3 separate regions of the Sus scrofa genome follow, and all the other regions are linked to region 1. A link is a contact called in public HiChIP or PLAC-seq data. All regions are on one chromosome and are shown on one strand. Each heading gives the region's core, a stretch centred on a gene start, on an enhancer-like site or on the middle of the called end of the contact. The rest is flanking DNA. Distances are from core to core; before and after follow the strand shown.

Region 1 (4,508 bases), core at 1,960-4,459:
TGGGTTAAGGATTTGGTGTTGCTGGTGAGCTGTGGTGTAGGTTGCAGACGAAGCTCAGATCCCCAGTTGCTGTGTTTGTGGTGTAGGCTGGCAGCTGTAGCTCTGGTTGGACCACTAGCCTGGAAACTTACACATGCTGTGGGTGTGACGCTAAAAAGACAATAAAATAACAAAATAAAACATGGATAATAGAATTTACTATGAAAGAGGTGTTGTGAGTAATAATAAATAAAATGCTTACAAAAGTAACTTGGACTCAATATAAACTTTTATCTCCAACCTACTTCTTTTGTTTATAAGAAAACAAAATAATGTGGCATGTGTGCTAGTCTGAGGCAGCAGCTGGTAAGCCAAAGGTTAAAATGAAAGCTCAAATTAAACTGGATTGGGTCCAAATCCTAAGCATGTGTTCATTAGAAAGTTAACCTCCCGGAATTTTGGTGTTCTCATTTCTGATAGAACAGCCTCATCTCACAAAGTTATGGCAAGTGTTTTAGTAAATATTAACCAATGACCATCTCTGCATTTCCAGCAGCTGGCACAATGTTTAATGAATAAGCAGTGACATAGTTAAGATGTCCTTGGTTCTTTCCTTCACTAGTCCTCTCACTGTCTCCCCTGGCATCATCCTAAGACTTTTTAAGTTCACCATCTTATCATCTTTCCCTACTGTAAAGACCAGAGTAACTGTAAAAAAAAATAAATTTGTTACCTCTTTCCCACTAGTAATTATATTAGGTTTTCAGCAGTGTAAAAAGAGTGGAGTGTACAAAGAACCACTGCAAGTCACCAAAGGGGAAATGGAATTTTTATCATATTTACCATATTAGGGAGTATTAAAAATATTCACAATTAACATAAGTAAGGCATATGTCTATTTTTAACCAAGTTCCTCTTCATTCCTAAACTTTTACCAACATAAAATGTATAAAATTCTTAACATTAAACCCTACTCTAGAATTATGCTTTAGGAGTTCCCGTTGTGGCACAGTGGCTAACGAATCTGACTAGGAACCATGAGGTTGCGGGTTCAGTTCCCTGGCCTTGCTCAGTGGATTAAGGATCCGGCGTTGCCCGTGAGCTGTGGTGTGGGCCGCAGACACGGCTCAGATCCCGCGTTGCTGTGGCTCTGGTGTAGGCGGGAGGCTACAGCTCCCATTAGACCCCTAGCCTGGGAACCTCCATATGCCGCGGGAGCTGCTCAAGAAAAGAGAGAGAAAAAAAAAAAAGAATTATGCTTTAGGTAAATGAAATGTCAGAACTGATTTGTAGGTTATCTTAGAAGTAAGATATTTTCAAAAGTGCATTCTCTTCACTTTACCTAAAAAATTATAAAAATATTCTAAGTTTATTTCTTGCTCCACAACTAGCTGTGCAATTTCCCTTAGCTACTATTTGACAGAATGTTAGAGAACTTTTTTCAATACCATCTCTTTACCCATGCAGCTTCAAATTGCTCCCACACTTATTAGTATGTATGATCTGATTACAAAGTAAAAGACAAATGAATTGAACAAATAACCCAAAGAAATTTCACTACTGACAAGAACTTTAAGGTTAGAGACTAAATATTAATATAGCCACTTCACCAGTTAAAAATAAAAAAAATTTATTGTTCTAAAAATATTACCAAAAAACTTAAGCCAAGCAAAAACTTTACTTAAGCTTAATGCTCTTTTTAACTCCAGCACGAATACCAGACAGTTCACCACTATAACGTTGCTCTTCTCTACGAACTTCCCGAACCTGGCCTCTTCTTCGGATTTTGGCTCTTCTGAACTTCTCCCGGTGTTTCACTCTGGGATTACGATCAATCTTCTTTCTCCTAGGGGTAAGTCCCCTGTTTTTAGCAATCTGGTAAGTAATGGCTCTCTTTGCATTTTGATCTTCAAGAGCTTGTTCTTCAGTACTATTTTCTTCTTTCTTTCTCTTCAATTTTTGCCTGTCTTCTATTTCTTTATAGTATTTCAGTGCAGCTTCTTCATCAAAATCAGAATCATCAGAAAGGTCTGTAACAGCAGCAGCTGAAGTCTCTGAAACAGATTTTGGCTTAGCCTTCGTGGATTTTACTTTTAGGGTCAGTTCTTTCTTTCCAGCACCATCTTTAAGTGTGAGTAGATGACGAATCTCAGAGGACAGCTTCTCATCCACAACTGACAGCTTGTTGATCAAATTTCGATAGGTAACAAGCCTTTCTATGACAGGATGTCCATGTGCAGGAACTCTCCGAGCTTTCAGGATCAAATAAAAACTGATGTTGGAGCAGTAGTTCAAGTAGAGGTTGTACTTGGTCCTCAGGTACTGGCTTCCTTTTCCAGGTGGAATGACTCTTTGCTCCACCAACTGGAGCAATGGCTCCAGTTCATCCTTCATCTCTGTCAACTTAACTTTCAGGTCATCTATCAGCTCCAAGAGCTCTGGTGATTCCTTCCGCAGCATCTTCAGCTTCTCTTTCACTGAAATTTTCGCCAAATCCTTCACGACGCGTGTCTCAGCCTCATTTACTTGAGGTGCTGGTTTTGCAAAGGCAGTCACCCAGGTGACTCCAAAATCGTCCTCCTGCAGGGTCTGGGCTAAGCGCCGCTGAATGAGCTGTGCCTCCTCCTCCTCCTCTCTTTCCTCTTCTTCTACTTCTTGTTGGCTCCGCCGGCCTCGGGACTTGGACCCATAGTCCGTGTCATAGTAAACTTTTTTCCTCTGACCCCACGACAAGCTGGGATCCACCGAGGCCTCAGCCTCACTCTCCACGGAGCTTCCACCATCCTCCTCTTCCTCCTCCTCATCCCCTGCACTCTCTCCATCTTCGTCGTCCTCATCAGCAACATCTAAAGCAAGCACCTCCTCCTCCTCATCGCCATCCTCCTCCTCGTCCCCACTCTCTACTTCGCTCCAGCCCTTAGCCAATGCGGCCCGAGATCGGGCCTCATGGAAGTCATCTACCTTATCTTGGTAGTAACTGGAGTCCCCTGGTGAGGGCGGAGATTCTAAATCGTCTTCATTTTCCTCCACTGGACCGCGACCTGCCTTGGATCGCAGAGCGGCCCACTTAGCCGCTCCTCGCCGCTGCGATCTCCTCACCATAGCTCGCGTCTCAGGTTCTACACAGACGTCAGGCTTTCGGCGACCTCCGACCTCCGCACAGTACCCACGCGGTGCAGCAATACGCCGCCTCTATGACAGCCACGCGCTCCAAGTGGATGCAGGACTTTCCACCTTCTTCCGGCCCCCAGGATGCTCCCTGAGGTGGGTGAACAGGCCTTCCGGTTGGTCCCTCAGCTCTTTCCGTACAGGAACGAGAGTTACGCAGAAGTTCAGTTCCGCAGAACGCTTTTGGAAGACTTCAGTTCTTACTCTCGCGAGCCTGGGCGTGGCTTGGGGGGGAAGGCTAGCGAAGCGCGAGGAGAAGTCGCGGAGAGACCATCAGAGGGCGCTTTAGCTCTGTGCCTAAGAGAGGTCCGGGGCTGAGAGGCGAGTTGTACTGCGCCTGTACTGGGCGTCGCTGGCACCCAGTCCAGTTCAGGTGACCATTTGGCATTGTTTTGTCTTCTCCGCTGAAGGTTAATCAAGTTGTTTCTGTCTCCACAACTTCTAAATACGACGTATCTGGGCACCATAGCCTGAGGCGGCGGCGGCGGCGCGCCTGGAATAGAGAGTCCTGGCGTGGGCGTCCTGCGGGACGGAAGGTGGCCCACCTCCCGCTCCCTGCCCTCAGGCCTCGGGGATGTCGGGGGATTTGTGTCCCTGAGTGTTTCCGAGAGGTGGCGTTGGGAAGGCAAGAGCCGCTCTCTGGAGTTAGACTTTCTGAGGAGCTGAAGTTGGCTGCAGAGGGCACCTCGATTTCTCTTCCTTTTAGTGGAAAAGGTTCACTCTTAGAGATATTTTGGAAATGACACGTTTTAACTCTCAGGGGCAGACCCTTTAGGAATTCTTCAACGCCTAACGAGCACAAGGCAGCGTGTTAGACTCTGGGAGAACCACGGTGGGCGGCAGCAGGTGCTGCTCCTGAAGTCGTGGCACCTGAGGTCCAGCAGGGGACACGCATTAAGCAAGTAATTACACAAAACGTGCCAAATTACATGTACTTCGCAGGAATGCTGTGAACACTTGTCCTATGTTACCCAGCCTTCAGCTGCTGAAAACGCTCAACATGCCTTTTACATCATTGTTTTTGTACACCTACCTCCCCTTCGCCCCCCTAACTACCAAGTGCTCCCGCCCAAATTTGGGAAATTTCTGTTGTATTGAAGAGACAGCTTAAGCATCACCTCTTGGATCTCTTCTCTAACCCCCTGTATCATCTGGTAGAGCTCTGTGAACACGAGTACCCCATACAGTGTCTGGCACAGGGTAAGTGTTGAATGAAGAATTGTTTAATGACTACTGAAATGACAGTATTTGATTATCTATCTCGTGCTACGCAAACGGAGTGAATGAATGGTGCACAAGGCTGTTAACATCCCTAAGGGAGCTAACCTGAGCCGGAGTGGATTTTAGGAGTCATTAAGTCC
Region 2 (4,401 bases), core at 387-2,886, 130 kb before region 1:
GTCTTTTTCAGGGCCATACCCAAGGCACACGGAGGTTCCCAGGCTAGGGGTCAAATCGGAGTTGCAGCTGCTGACCTACGCCACAGCCACAGCCACACCAGATCCGAGCCTCGTCTGAGACCTACACCACAGCTCACGGCAACACCAGATCCTTAACCCACTGAGCGAGGCCAGGGATCGAAGCTGCAACCTCGTGGTTCCTAGTTGGATTTGTTTCTGCTGAGCCACGATGAGAACCCCCATTTTTTAAAAGTCATTATCACTTTAAGATGGATACTGAAAAGGTGATTGACATGATCTTTGGGGTTTCCTTTAAAATATTCCAGTAAAGGAAAAAAATGGGGGGATGGTGGTGGTGGTGAGGACAAATGAAACCAGAATGAAAAATGTTGATAATTTCTGAAATTCATTAAAGTTCATTCATTATACTTTTCTTTGAGAATTTCCACAACAGAAAATCTAAATTTTTTAGCTTTTTCTATTTTTCAGTCTCTGAACTCTCTTTTGCCTACTAACCTGAGCCAGGTCCTCCACACATGAGGAGGGAAACTGCACAACCAGTCCTTGGACAGACCTCTGCCTGTCCACTTGTGAATACACGAAATCCTCATGGGAGGCTTTAGTCGTTGTTACACAGGTTTCACCCCCTATCTGAAAGCAGAGAGTTCCTAAGAAACCTTTTGGAGCCAAAATGGCATAAGATGAGGAAGCAGTTATCCCAGAACATAGGTTGCCAAGGAGATAAAGCAGAGCTGCTCAAAAACACAGTTCAAAGCCGTGGCAGGGAGACGCTGAGTACAGCTTCCCAGGAGGGAGGTCGGTGGGACCACCTCAGCCTCGACCGCCGCTGCTACAAAACAAACACAATGCTATTTTCAATTTTTGCCTTTCCCCATCAAAGTGAAAATCGCATATTTCTTTCCAGTAGTGAAAACGGGTACTAATACGGATTTTTCATGAAGTGGTCTAGAGTGAACTTCCCAACAGCGGGAGGCTACCTTTAGATCTTATTAGCACAGAATGAGTATCTATATATTTCATTTTAAAACAAAGTTGGGAGTTTCCATCGTGGCTCAGTGGTTCACAGATCCGACTAGGAACCATGAGGTTGCGGGTTCGATCCCTGCCCTTGCTCAGTGGGTTAAGGATCTGGCGTTGCCGTCAGCTGTGGTGTAGGTTGCAGACGCGGCTCGGATCCCGCTCTGGTGTAGGCTGGCGGCTACAGCTCCGTTTGGACCCCTAGCCTGGGAACCTCCATATGCCGCGGGAGCGGCCCAAGAAATGGCAAAAAGACAAAAACAAAAAACAAAAAGCAAAATAAAGTTGGCCTTCAGCACCGCACTCAAGCTGGGGGGGGGGGGCAGGGGGCGTTATTCAACCTTCGCCGATGTTATCAGCCCAACCTCTTTTTACAATTGGCGTACCTCAGTTCCTTCCAGAAAGAGCCCTTTCGCCCCCCTCCCACGTCAAAGGACTGGGGGTAAATTGCGGGGCGTCGGTAGCTCCGGGTTCCAGGTTTCAGGCCGCCCAGAGCGGGAAGGTTCGTCGCCTTCAGGACTGTTTCCACCAGGGGAAACACCAGCCAGGCGGTCGAGGCAGCGCCCCAGCCCCACCCGGCTCGCGGGCAGCACCGCCCCGAGGGCGGAGCCCGGGCGGAGCCGCGAGCTCTCCTCCGCCTCCTCCTGACTCGCCGCTGCCCCCGGTACCCGCGGCGCATGTGCCCGGCAACCCCTCCCCGGCCCTGGATTCCGCTTCCCCTTCGCTCGCGCTGCAGCCGCAGCCGCCTTCAGGCCCTGCGCCGCCTCCAGAGTCCATGGCCGGGACGCGCTGGGTGCTCGGGGCGCTGCTCCGGGGCTGCGGCTGCAACTGCAGCAGCTGCCGGCGCACCGGCGCCGCCTGCCTGCCCTTTTATTCGACCGCCGGCTCCTTCCCGTCGGGCGTCTCGGGCCGTCGCCGCCTGCTGCTGCTGCTCGGTGCCGCGGCGGCCGCCGCCTCGCACACGCGGGGCCTCCAGATCGGGCCTGCCCCTGCCGGGAGGCTGGCGGGGCCTCCCCCCGCGGCCGCCTCCGCCGCCGCGACGGCTGCCGCCTCCTACCCGGCCCTGCGCGCCCCTCTGCTATCGCCGTCTTTGACGGCGGCCGCGGGTCCGGCGCGGGGTTACTGCCAGGTACGTGGACGCCGAGCGAGGCCGCGCGCGGGACCCTTCCCCGGCCACGCGCACGCGCCCCGGCGCCCCCCGCGTGCGCCTCACGTGCGCGCCCGGGGATCCGCGGCACGCGCCGCACCCCCCTCCCGCCCCCGCCCGCCCAGTCCTCCTATTGGGCCCCAGAACAAGGGACGCTCTCCCAGGCCTCGGGTGTTCTCCTTGTTTTGTTCTCTTCTCGAGTCTCTGGTCGGTTGGGCAGTGTAAGTGTGGCTGGGGGTGAATGTTGAGGCCTTGTTTCCCGCCGGCCCATGGTAGGTTTTGTGAGGCTGCTGACGTCCCCACCGCGCATCCCTGTCGCTGTGTGCCCGCTGGTTGTGAAGTTGGGAGGCTGGACCCCGCGGAGGGCTGGGACTTTGCGTGCCGCCCGAGCACCAGGCCTAGCGGCCTGGGCGAGCCTCTCGGCCCGCTGATGCTTAGGTTCACGCACATACTTGCGTGGGCTGGGTTTGTGGGGAAGGAGCCAGGTCCCCAGCGCTGTCCTCTTGCTCGTGTCCCCGGGGAAAGGCGGGCTGCCCCAATTACTGAAGGTCACCGTTGCACCTCCACTTACTCTTGACAGAAGGTCCTTTAGGACCGCGGGTCGCCGCCGCTGGGAAGGACAGTTTGGGCGGCTGTGAAAATGGGGGAGGGGGACCGAGGAGAGGCGGCGTCTGGGGCAAAGGCCATGGTTTGGGGACCTGGGAGTAAGTCTACAGTATTTTTTTAAAGTCATTGTTGTGTTTAACTACTCAGATTGCAAATATTATGGTGCCTCGTAGGAAGCTTTCTGCTTGTTACGTGGCATCTGGGAAATGTCAGGACACTTTATCAAGGTTCCTGATGCCTTGGGTCATGTTCCTCTTAATCCATTTTGTACTTATCCTTGAATTTAGGGAAACTGGGAAGCTAATCTGCATGGCTGCTGTCTGCCAGTGGCTGAGCTAATTGATTTGAATCCTGGCCCAATACTTTCTGCTGCCCTTTCCTGTAGAAGCTTGTGATGCTTATGGAATTCTGGGAAAATGGGGAATGTTAGCTTTATCAAAAAACATGCTATCTTTAATAAGCCTTTGTGAGCTGGCTATTCTCTCTCCTGGATTTTTCTTTTCTGTGAACTTGACTAGTATAATGATATCTGCTGAGCCTCTACTAATGTTATACTGTGTTTACATTTATTATTGCTTCCATAAAATTGTGTCTTCACAGAAATGATGGAAACATACAAAGGAGTGAAGTATCTCTCTCCTTAGCCCAGTAGAATCCAAATCACTTGAGTTAAAGCCTAAATTGTCTTCCCATATTAATTGTAGTGCTTGTTGCATTCTTATCAAATATGTATTAGACCCTGTTAAAGGTTTATGTTTATCATTGACTCCTTAAAATTAGATGTAAGTATTAATGTAGATGAAGCCTGGTGGAGTGCAAATCAGAGTTGTCTTCCCTGGTCATGATTGTGGTGCTTGTTGGAATCTTAGTACATTCCAGTTTTTGTGTAGTTTTGTGAAATAGAGTTCTTTGGATCTGGTTCCAGCTCCTGTTAGCTCACACTGTTGCTATTGCTTTTTATGCTCTTTGCCTTATTCACTTGGTCTGATTTACCAGTTGACAGATTCATCTTTCCAAGCCTCCTGCTGACTTGTTGATTTACACACTCCTAAATGCCTTTTATTAACTCCCCTTTGCCTGCTGGGTTAAGGACATACATTGAGCTTAACACTCAAGTCCTTCTGATATGTGGTACCTTTTTTTTTTTTTTTTTGCCAGCTCATCTTCTTTGGCTCCTAATTGTACTCTACAGTGTAGCCAAATGGAATTATTGCTGTTTTGCAAATGGGCTTCTGTTCATACTGCCTCTTCCTCTCACTTCTCAAACGGGAAGCCTGTCCTTTGTATATCACTGTCAGAATTCTAGCCTTCCTCCAAGGCTCATCTCATCTCATGTCTTGATTCTTCTGTTAATGCTCTGTTTTGAATTTCTATAATGTCTTGTATCTTATAGCACTTAAAAGTATTTTGCCTTATGTGATTGTCTTAGTCTATCTGGTGAGCTTTTTTGAGATGAGGGCCTCATTATGGCCTCCTGAGATTAGGAGGTATTCACATATTTGTCATATTGAAAAGACCCTGGAGTTCCTATTGTGGTGCAGTAAAAACGAATCAGACTAGGAACCCTGAGGTTGTGGGTTTGATCCTTGGCCTCGCTTAGTGGGTTAAGG
Region 3 (4,190 bases), core at 1,232-3,731, 170 kb before region 1:
CTCACACTGCCCTTATTTCCTCAGCTTCATCCACTTATAACAGCCTTACAAGTAAGCTCCCAAGAACTGGAGGAAAGTGTTTGTATTTAACTCCTAAACTGCAGCTCTTTTTTTTTTCTTTGCTTATCTGTTGGTACAGAAATACTATTCAGGAAAGTAACTACACCAGCAAGGAGATAATAACCAAAACTTTGTTCTTTCACTTCTGATAATAAATATACCTATGTATAAGGTCTTCACTTCTGTTTCTAAACTGCTGGTGGAAAAATCAAAACCAAAAAAATGTTAGATTAAATTTTTGGACTGTCAAGCCCACCAGCAAAATATGTTGAGAATTTACTAATTGTTACATGTGACCTGACCGAAAAATTGTGTTCCAAATAGTACAGACCCACTAATGTGCTTATATACAGTAGTTATGGGAAGATTTTTCTTATGTAGCTAATATGCTTCAGGAGAAATGAACTTAAACCACCACATTTCTGTAAGTATTAAATACTGAGCCATGGAAAAGTAGGGTACTATTGTATTTTTATTCAGAAAATACCACCAAAACTTTCTCTATTGCCTAGTTTCAGCTAAATACAGTTCTTCCCTGCTTCAATCAATTTTACCTAGGAGTTCCAAGAAACACAGGCCCTTCAGAAGCAGCCAACGACCGCATCTACATTGCTATTTCAAAGACAGCTTCTAACTTTATGAAGAAACCTAACATGGGTAATGTAAAAACTACTCAAGGTGAGAAGAAGCTGCAAGCCCAAATGCCTGGATATCTTGAGTCAAACTAAAATAGGAAACAAAGACTTCCAAGTTGCTCAGTCATCTCATCTAGCACTATCTATCTGACAAACTCAGAATCCACTTCTAGGATGAGCCTAAGAGAGGTTTCACAAGCTCAAACGTGTTAGGCAGGTTGACACAAGCCAGATGTCTCTGTGCTCACTAGAAATATTGGCAAGCTCGCCTGCGGGTTAGCCTTCTGTGATCACTCAGTTTTGCTTAAACACCCTAAAAAGGATTAACATTGGAGATATCAGCTTGTGAAAATAAGGGTTAAATTCTCAAAATTCAGGTATCAATGTGATGACAAAAAATTATGGGATGTGGGGGAAAAAAGAAAACTGGAACAGAAAATATAAATGCTAATTTTCTCCACAACAGTAAAAGACATATAGGGTGGGTTTTAATTCCAATTTTTTATTAGCTTTCTAAGCACAGAAGAAACAGAGATGAATCACAACAAAGCCTTCAAAAAAGTAATTCCCCGGGGTGTGAGGTCCTGTTTTATGAGGACCTGAGGCTTGCCTGCTTCCACCAAACTCCCATCCAGCCACCCTATCTTTCTGCCCATCCACCCTCAACTCGTCTGCAATAAACGATAAGGGAAATAATGACCAGCACTAAATGTGACGTTGAGTTGCTATTTACAAATGATTTGCAAAACAACTCCCCAGTGGACCTAAGCAACCCAGGGCACACACCCAGACCCTACTTGGTGGTTGTCTAAAAGGATAAAGCCTTACTCTTCAGGGGAGCACACCGGCAGGAGGGGGCACCTCGAGAAAGCAAGGCGCTCCAGCCCCCAAGACCCCAGGCTGTCACCAGGGGATCCTGGCCCACAAGCAGCCTCGTTAAAGTGTTACCTTCACAAGACTTATCACCCCAACTTTCCACTCCTAAAACCTAAGTGGGAGTGAAAGGGTCCTGGGGTGAAAGGAGCAAGTAGAAAGCTCTATCTTCTGTGCTCAGAACCTAGAAAAAAGCAATGGGCAGGGCAGACGGAGACGGCAACCGGCACGCGTCGGAAACAGGCCGTGCAGGAGAGTGGGAGGTCTCTAAGCGTGCAAACACACGCAAGAGAGGAACACGAGCAAAGGCTGTGGTGATGCAGAAATGCGGGAGCAGAAATCGGATGTGTCGAGTTTGGGGTCGAGGTAGAGAGAGGGGGCTGGAGGAGTCCCTGCGTGCTCGAAGCGGGTTCGGGAGGCGGCGGCCATCAGGCTCCGCGAGCTCTTGGGTCAGGTTCCCGGAGACCTGCGCGGTGGGGACGCCCGGCGCGAGCAGCGAGAGACAAGGCAGGCGGTGGGGGCCGCGGCCCAGGTCGCCTGAACAAAGCCGGCGCGCGCGGGGTCCGGCTACTCACAACAAGAAGCTCATGTCGGCCGCGGGGCGGGCTGCGGGCTCGGCGGTCGCGAGGCCTCTGGGCGGCGGCGGCGGCCAGGCCAGGCCAGGAGAGGAAGAGAAGGACGAGGACGAAGAGGAGGCGGGGAGCGCCGGCTGCTCGGCGGCCGCAACTTCTTCGGCTCTGCTAGTTCCAATGGCAGGCAGAGGGGGCGGAAGTGGGAAGCGCACGGCTTGAATCACTCAATGGGAGGGGAAGCGAAGGGAGGCGGGGAAAGGGAGGCTCGCCTGCTCCCGGGAGAACTGCGTCGCAGCCGCCGAGCTATTCCCCACCTCCTGGTCCCCAGCCCCTCTCGGCCTCCACCAGCGAGCTCTCGCGAGAGAGGCGCGCGCCCACCCCACCCCTCCCGTTATGGTCCCGGGTCTCTCTTGGTCTGGACACCTTCGCAGCCCTGGACCACGCCCCACGAGTACGCAAGGGCCAGCCCGTGGGTCAGTCCAGTCTGCCCGGGTGGGGGTCGTGGCAAAGCACTCGGAGCTGCCTAGAGGTCAGGAAGGAAATGGGCTTCAGCGCCCGCATGTCAGGGTCCTGCAGTGAGGGATGGAATTGCCACCAGAGTTCTGCCCACTGAGTGCCCAGATGAAAGGTTACGGAGTCTCTCTGCTAAGTGTATAAAAAACAGGAGAGAGTTTCATCTGGTTGGAATGGTTAGGGTGTGGTTCCGCCAGATGAGAGGAAAGGATCTAAGTTTTTGGTTTTTTTTTTTTTTTTTTTTGTCTTTTTGCTATTTCTTTGGGCCGCTCCTGCGGCATATGGAGGTTCCCAGGCTAGGGGTCGAATCGGAGCTGTAGCCACCGGCCTAGCCAGAGCCACAGCAACGCGGGATCCGAGCCGCGTCTGCAACCTACACCACAGGTCACAGCAACGCCCAATCCTTCACCCACTGAACAAGGCCAGGGACCGAACCTGCAACCTCATGGTTCCTAGTCGGATTCGTTAACCACTGCGCCACGACGGGAACTCCCCAAGTTGTCATTTTATGGGCATATTTTAAAACCCTGAACTAGGAGATGGTCAAAGTCCGTCACTAACAGGCAAGTGAGGCCGTCGTCAGCAGCTGGGAAAATTGATGTGATGGCCTATTCAAGATACGTGGAGCATTCTTAAATGGATTATAAAGCCTTGCCCTGGGTCCCTTCAGTGTGTGAAATGCAAGTCCCTCAGTAAGGGGGACTAATCTTTTCTAACTGCTAGAATGTTTTGTGTATCATGTGCCAAATGGCTATAATGGACTTTAACCTCGGAAATGCTTTATCAGAATTGCCACCGATGACCAGCCCACCACAGCTTTATCGTTTTGGGTAACCGTTTATATTGCAAAGAGACGTCCATCTTCTTTAAAACACCCACTAAATCTACAAGTAACTTTTCAAAGAATCTAAACAAAGCATAAATTATGTGCGGCTAGTAAACCACCCTCGGCTAATGGACCTGAAGGAGGTGCCAATATGAAAGGTATTCTGTTGCGTTTACATACTAGTAGTTTGGCATGTCAGTAAATCAAACCATTTTTAAAAACAGAAAAAAATATTGAAGCCTTGATACTATCTCAGGAATAGCAGAGGTCACTGGAATAATTTGAAAAGACTTAAAGGTTCCAAAGATGTTGGAAACGAGGGGAAAAGAGGAGTTATCTTACTAAAATGAAAATAGTTCCCGTCGTGGTGCAGCAGAAATGAATCTGACTAGGAACCATGAGGTTGCGGGTTTGAACCCTGGCCTTGCTCAGTGGGTTAAGGATCTGTCATTGCAGTGAGCTGTGGTGTAGGTTGCATTACGTGTCTCAGATCCTGCGTTGCTGTGGCTGTGGTGTAGGCCAGCAGCTTTAGCTCTGATTGGACCTCTAGCCTCAGGAGCGACCCTAAAAAGCAAAAAAAAAAAAAAAAAAAATGGATATATGATATAGAGGCCCTGTGTTCCAGATCTTGATATGACACTGATAGACTATACAATTCCTTAAGAGTCTTCTAAAAGTAAGACTTGAGTTACCAGATTGGGATATTATCTT

What was found. HiChIP or PLAC-seq counts read pairs in DNA pulled down with a chosen protein or histone mark.
Region 2: an H3K27ac HiChIP or PLAC-seq map of skeletal muscle shows a contact between it and region 1. The contact joins the promoter of GRSF1 here to the promoter of UTP3 in region 1. A contact is called at or near these places in 1 of 5 promoter capture datasets (fetal liver), 1 of 47 Hi-C or Micro-C datasets (liver) and 2 of 2 datasets of contacts at active chromatin or transcription factors (alveolar macrophages and skeletal muscle).
Region 3: an H3K27ac HiChIP or PLAC-seq map of alveolar macrophages shows a contact between it and region 1. The contact joins the promoter of MOB1B here to the promoter of UTP3 in region 1. A contact is called at or near these places in 2 of 2 datasets of contacts at active chromatin or transcription factors (alveolar macrophages and skeletal muscle).

Annotation. Positions count from the first base shown.
Region 1 is chr8:67,474,672-67,479,179 of Sscrofa11.1, reverse strand. It overlaps UTP3 (UTP3, small subunit processome component homolog (S. cerevisiae)), which reads right to left and starts at 3,209. Exons shown (of 1, transcript NM_001142835.1): 1 at 1,593-3,209. The coding sequence starts at 3,081. The coding sequence ends at 1,657.
Region 2 is chr8:67,604,657-67,609,057 of Sscrofa11.1, reverse strand. It overlaps GRSF1 (G-rich sequence factor 1), which reads left to right and starts at 1,636. Exons shown (of 10, transcript XM_003129072.4): 1 at 1,636-2,167. The coding sequence starts at 1,814.
Region 3 is chr8:67,646,153-67,650,342 of Sscrofa11.1, reverse strand. MOB1B (MOB kinase activator 1B) reads right to left here and starts at 2,481. Exons shown (of 6, transcript XM_003129073.4): 1 at 2,144-2,481. The coding sequence starts at 2,157.